2 separate regions of the Oryctolagus cuniculus genome follow, and region 2 is linked to region 1. The links are chromatin contacts, called in public Hi-C maps. All regions are on one chromosome and are shown on one strand. The core of a region is the stretch at or near the end of the contact, and the rest is flanking DNA. Distances in the headings are between cores, read along the strand shown. Region 1 overlaps LOC127493036 (a long non-coding RNA gene). Region 2 has its middle 110 kb from the start of TMEM63B.

Region 1 (2,933 bases), core at 408-2,907:
GATTGCCCAGCCCACAGCCCGGCAGACACGCTGGGAGGCGGGAGGCTCATGCTGCCCGGGCACGGCAGCAGACGCTGACAGAGGAGTCGCTTTGAAAAATGTGACCCTCATGGCGGGAGCCGCGAGCACGGGGGCCGAGGAGGCTCCAGCGTTTCAGTGGATCACAACCAGGGGCGAGATGGACAGTGGTAACCGCATCTCTGAGTCACCGAGACTCACATGTTCTGTAACCCCTGATTAAGAAGGCCGGGAAGTGTGTAACAGCCACTGGCAAAGCCTCCCAGGATCTCTCTTTTTAAGGTTTCGGATATTAACGTCTGGAACGCTGATGTGAAACGGCTCATTCTCAGATGATGACATAAAGATGACATAGTACTGCTCTCTCTGCAGTTTACTCAGAACCCACCTCCACATTCCAAGGAGCTGCCAGCACTCAGGTCTTTATCCTCCCCATCGGGGAAAGGGAGCGCAGGCAAAAGTCCCAGCCGTCAACCACCCCAAGCACAATAAAAAAAAAAAAAAAAAAAAAAAAACCTACTCCTTACTGAGCTTCTGCCTCTGACGTGGAAGGCGCTGGAAGGTGCAGTATGGGCAAATTGTATTTCAGTCCTCAACAGCCCCACCAGGCCAACACTACACTCCCCATTAGTGGGGAACCTGAGGCTCAGAGAGGTTAGACAACCGAGTAAGTTCAAATTAGCATGTGACAATGAGCTCTCAGCCACCTGCACACACGCATGCGTATGCACACGCACACTGCCGACCACCGTCTCCCTGCACACACAGCAGAGTGCAGTAAGGGGCCAGCCTGGGCCACCTGAGGAAGGAGGGGACAGCGCCCAGGCCACGCACCTGCTGGCCCCAGAGGTCAGGGATTCGGGGCCAGGGAGGGGGGGAGGCAGCGGATGGGTGCCCTGGAACTCAGGAGGTACTCCCAAGATGAGGATACTGCCTCCCAGCACCCAGCACAGCCTCCCTACCCTCCGTGAGAAAGCCAGGACAAGGATTCTGCGTTCACCATGCCACACTTTTACCAGGGGTGCGGGCAGAGCTGAGTCCAGTCCTGGACATTCCAGGGAGTAGGAGCTATGCAGGTGACACCCAGAAAGAGGAGGTGACAGGGAAAGGCACAGCCTTGGGAGTGCCCCATCCCAGCATGTCCTTGAAGGGGCTTTATGGGGGTGTCCCTGAACTGAAGTCCAGGGCGGGAGGGGGTGAAGGCCCTCGGGCTGAGATCCTAGGACAAAGGTAGGCCTCTAGGGTCATTAAGCTAATCCACCAGGGGTCAGCGATTTCAGCCGCACCTGGCTAACTGCAGGGCTGAGGAGGGCGAGCCGGGCACCTCACGCCAGCAGCCGGGCAGGAAAGGGGCGTGGGGCGGGAGTGGGACATGAAAGCAGGCCCGGGGCAGAGGTATGATCCGCTGCCAAGTCGGACACACAGCGCGGGGAGCCGGGACGAGGGGCGCGCACGGCCTGGGCTGAGAGCATCCCCCAAGCCCGGCGCTCGGAGGAACCACGCGCTCCAGGGCTCGGCGCGCGCGCGCTCGGGGCCGGCGCCGCACGCGCACGCGCGCCGGCCGTCGCTCCCCCGCCCGCGCGGCTCCGGCTCCCGCGCGCGCGCACTCGAGGCCTCCCTTGTGCGTCTCCTCCATTCGCTACGTGCAGAATGGTCCGTCGGCAGCAGCTGCAGCGCCGGGTGGGAGGGGGAGGAGGAGGGGAGGGGGAGGTGGCGCGCCGGCCTGGGGGAGGGGCCGCGGCGGGCCGGGCGAGAGAGGGGTGGGGAAGTGGGGCCGGGCCCCCGGAATGGGGGGGGCAGGGGGAGAGTCTGGGTGGGCTCGACACTCAACACGCCCCCCCTCCTCGTCCCCGCGTCCTCACCAACGCGCCGTTCTGCAAGGCCATGGCGGTCATTCCCCTGCTCCCTGCCCCGGCGTCCTGGAACCCAGCCGACCGAGAGGGACTTTCCCCGTGTTGTCCCCTCCCCAGAATCCAGACCCAAGAAAGAATCACTTGTGTTGTCCCCTCGCCCCCCTTCCCCACCCAGCCACATTCCCAAGCTTTTGTACGGGATGACCCAACAGCCAGCCCTTCCCCACTCCCCTTCCACGGGCTGCGGGGTCCCCACGGGGTGCTGCAGTCTCACTCCCCTTCTCTCAGCACCCCCGCCCCGCGCCCCGGGAGGAAGAGGAGCGGGCAGGACGAACCCCGAACCCCGGAACACTTTTCCCAGCGTTCTCCATGCACCCTGCACCACAGCCACACTAGTGGGTGGCCCAGAGGGGCAGGCTGCTGCCGGGGTCCCCAGTGCCGCGTCGCAGGGGACGTCGGGAGGGCTAGACTGGCATTCCGAGGCTGTACCCACACTCCTGTTTGGAAAGAGCTCCCCGGGAATGCAACGGTGAGGGACCACCAGGGGCTGGGTCTCAGCTTAACCTTGAAGGTCCCCAACAGACCAGCTTCCTGTCCTGCGGGGAATCCAGATGTGGCCCAGATGTCCACAGCTGTCCCCTCCCAACGGGTGGGACACCAGCTCTTCCATGCCGCCCCTCCCAGCCCTTCTTCCAGGGTCAGCGGAGGAAAGCCTGTGACCTCCAGTGCCCCTTCCCCATCCGGGCTGCCGGGAGGGGGCTACTCCCTCATCCTCCTCTTCCTGCCCAGGTTCACCTCCAAGGCTGCCTCTGAAGTGCAGCCTGCGGTGTAACCCCTAGGCCTCTGCTGACAGGTGAAGTCCAGGGCACCAAGAGGGAAGGCGTCTTGGGTCGGTTTCATTACACACAGTCACCAACCCACGATCGGGGCAGATTCTCCGGTCCCCCCCCCCCCCCCCATGGCCTCGCTCTGTCGGCGGCGCCCTCTGCTGGCACATGGAGAAGTATGGAAAAGAACAGAGCCGTGCCTGCGCGCTCAGGGAGAGTCTGGGGAAAAGAACAA
Region 2 (2,881 bases), core at 37-2,536, 59 kb before region 1:
GCTCCCTGAGGGTGGGGCTGTGTCTCCTCCCTCAGACTGGACTCCCTGAGAATAGGCCTGTGTCTCCTTCCTCAGACTGGGCTCCCTGAGGATGGGGCTGTTTCCCCTCTCGGACTGGGGCTCCTTGAAGATGGGACTCTGTCTCCCCCCTCAGACTGGGCTCCCTGAGGACAGGGCTATGTCTCCCCTCTAAGACTGGGGATCCCTGAGGATGGGGCTCTGTCTCCCCCATCAGACCTGGGCTCCCTGAGGGCGGGGCTATGCCTCCCCCCTCAGACTGGGGCTCCCTGAGTGTGGGGCTGTGCCTCCCCCTCAGACTGGGGCTCCCTGAGGATGGGGCTGTGCCTCCCCCCTCAGACCGGGGCTCCCTGAGATGCCGACTTCTCTCCTGGGACAGGATGTCTGTACCCCCTCCCCCTGTGCCTCCTCCCAGCACCCAGCATTCCTCCCAGGACACCGTTTGTCACACGTTGATTAATGAAGCGCACTAAGAATAACTCGGTCCTGTAGGCAGGGCGGGTGGGGGAGGGAGGAGGCTGTGCTGGATTGGGCAATGAGTTCATTCAGCAGCATGGCGTGAGGGCAGCTGGCCAGAGCCAAGGAGGTGTCCCCAGCACCCCCAACACTCTGGCCTCCTCCTCTGCACCCTTCCCACCCGAGCATGGACCCACGCTCCCTGTGCCCCCTCCCCCAGTGGCAGGGAGACTGCAGGTCAGGGCCCCAGCCCTCCTCCCTGCCCCACTCTGCCCCTTCCCACCCCAAAATCTCAAGCCTGCAGTTAAGAAGAGCCCAACCTTTCTAGGGCCACTCATCTCCCAGGAATGTCACAGGGGGCCCTCGGGAGTGGGGAGCCTGTGACCTTAACCCACTTCTCTGACAGTGCCTCCCTGGCACCGCCCCACCGGCCACCTGCTGCGAGGCGACATTGCAGCCGGGTCTTGGCAAAAACAGCAGCCTAGGAGCCCAGCAGCCTGCGATGGTCCCAGCTCACAGCTCCCAGCTCTGCCGGTGACACCAGTGTGACTTTGAGAAGCCATTTGTTCCTCTGGGCCTCAGTTTCCCCAAATGCAAAATGAGTTTGGTTTTCCTGTTTTCTTTTGTAAAATAATGAATCCTGCTGTCTAAATAGTTGCTTAGCTGGCACCTGTGATTTCTGGGCTACAGAGAGCAGATCTGGGGTACTATGGTGAAAATAGGGGTGCATGCAGGTGCACCCATGTGTGCACACACATTGGTGCCAGGGCACTGCGGAGCCCAGTCCACAAACCTCCCACCCCAATGCCCCTTTGTGGGCACACCTTCTTTGGCCCTGGCAGGGCTGGGAGCTCCCGCATGAGAGGCTGAGTGAGGACCACTGAGACCTGGAAGGTGGTGTCCAAAGCCACCCCTACGCTGCCCCCCTCAACCCCGCACCCAAGCCAGAGGTCAAGTAGGTAGGACTAAAGCTGAGCCCCCTCAGCAGGGGTTGGGAAGCCCCGGGACAATGACAGTGTCCCTCGTCTGTGGGGAGGAGGCAGGAGGTGGCGGGACCCCCTGGGAGCTTTTCTCTGGGGTCCCCCTCACAAGCCTTGGACAAGGACACAGTGGCAGCGGGGGAGCTGGGCTGGGCAGCAGGGCCCCCACGGTGGCTGAGGGGTGGGCAGTGGAGGGAGGGAAGACACAGGAAACCCGTATGTGGCTCAGCCTGGAAATGTGAGGAGTCGGTAGCCATGGGGAATGCAGGCGGGAGGGGCCCAGAGCCGTGGTGACAGAAAAGCCAGAGTTAGGGGAGGAGCAGGTGCGGCCCGAGGAAGAAAGTGGCAGCGGGCAGAGGCGGACCTGGGCCTGGAGTCCCAGCTCAGGGCAGTGAAGTAGGGGACAGCAGAGCCCCGCCCCGCCCCTCCCTGCCTGCAGATGGGCTGGCTCAGGGGTGCTCACAGGGGCTGTGCTCAGCCAGAGGCCTGCCCCCTCCCCTGCAGAGGTCCCCGGGAGCTGTATCTGGGGACCCAGCAGAGGCCCCTGCTCCCAACGCCCCTCAGGGAGCTCTGACAGGACATCCAACGCGGCCAGGGCTAGGGCGCGCCTTGCCACCCTCTGTCCCACACCCACACTCACTGGTGTTGTTCCCAGGGGGCCCCTAGAGCCTTCCCAGCCCTGGCCCTGTGTGCGAGGCACAGCTCTGGGCCCTGAGGACACAGCAAGAAAAAAGCAGCCAATGTCTCCTCCCTGGTGGCTCTCACATTCTAGGGAGGGGAGAATCGGTCACCAGGATCCCCTGGCAGTAAAGACAGTACCTGTGGCAAGCAGGGCTGTGTCAGCCGGGACCACCAGAAAGAGCTCTGTGACAGTGACTTCCCAGTGGAAACCCAGCCAGCCAGCCACCTTGGCCTTGGGGGTCGAGAGGACTCCAAAGCTGCACAGTATTTTTAAACAGCAAAGAGCATGCACAGGGCGTCACAGGGCAGGCACCTGCTGCGTGCCTGCACACACACCTCCCCCCCACCACAGCACTCCCCAAGCTTGCCACATGGAGCAGTGTGGGGCCCTCACAGCCGCAAGGTGGGGAGTCCATCGGGTCACTGTGTCCTCCGTGTCACAAGGCATTTGAGGGTTAGCCTCTGATGGCACTATAATAAATCCCACATGGGCCCTGCCGCTTGGCGCCTGCAGCCCGCGAGAGCACAGAGTTGGGTCAGGGAGCACTTCCTGGGGGAGTGGGTGTCTCAGCTGAGCCTGAAGGCTGACCAATGACGCCAGGGTTCCAGGCAGAGGAATCCACTTGTCCCCAGGCCCAGCCAGGGGCTGCATGTCATTCAGAATGTCCCAGCCTGGATGCAGGGCTGCAGGGGAGGTCTGGGGTAAACTGAGGCTGGGCGCAGTGAAACATTTGCACTGGAGACAT

Evidence for each region. Hi-C and Micro-C count contacts between places; a contact is called where the count stands out from the background.
Region 2: a Hi-C map of an unstated tissue shows a contact between it and region 1, with 2.6 times the contacts expected there. The contact joins two enhancer-like sites. A contact is called at or near these places in 4 of 6 Hi-C or Micro-C datasets (ear pinna, psoas muscle, skin fibroblasts and 1 more).

The regions. Positions count from the first base shown.
Region 1 is chr5:126,034,740-126,037,672 of mOryCun1.1, reverse strand. LOC127493036 (a long non-coding RNA gene) reads left to right here. Exons shown (of 3, transcript XR_011389016.1): 3 at 1-533. Among named protein-coding and RNA genes, the nearest start is that of TMEM63B, 54 kb to the right of the region's middle. Within about 2 kb of position 1,657, at least 2 of the 8 cell types and tissues checked have an H3K27ac peak or open chromatin away from gene starts, as enhancers often do.
Region 2 is chr5:126,093,391-126,096,271 of mOryCun1.1, reverse strand. No RefSeq gene overlaps it. Among named protein-coding and RNA genes, the nearest start is that of TMEM63B, 110 kb to the right of the region's middle. Within about 2 kb of position 1,286, at least 2 of the 8 cell types and tissues checked have an H3K27ac peak or open chromatin away from gene starts, as enhancers often do.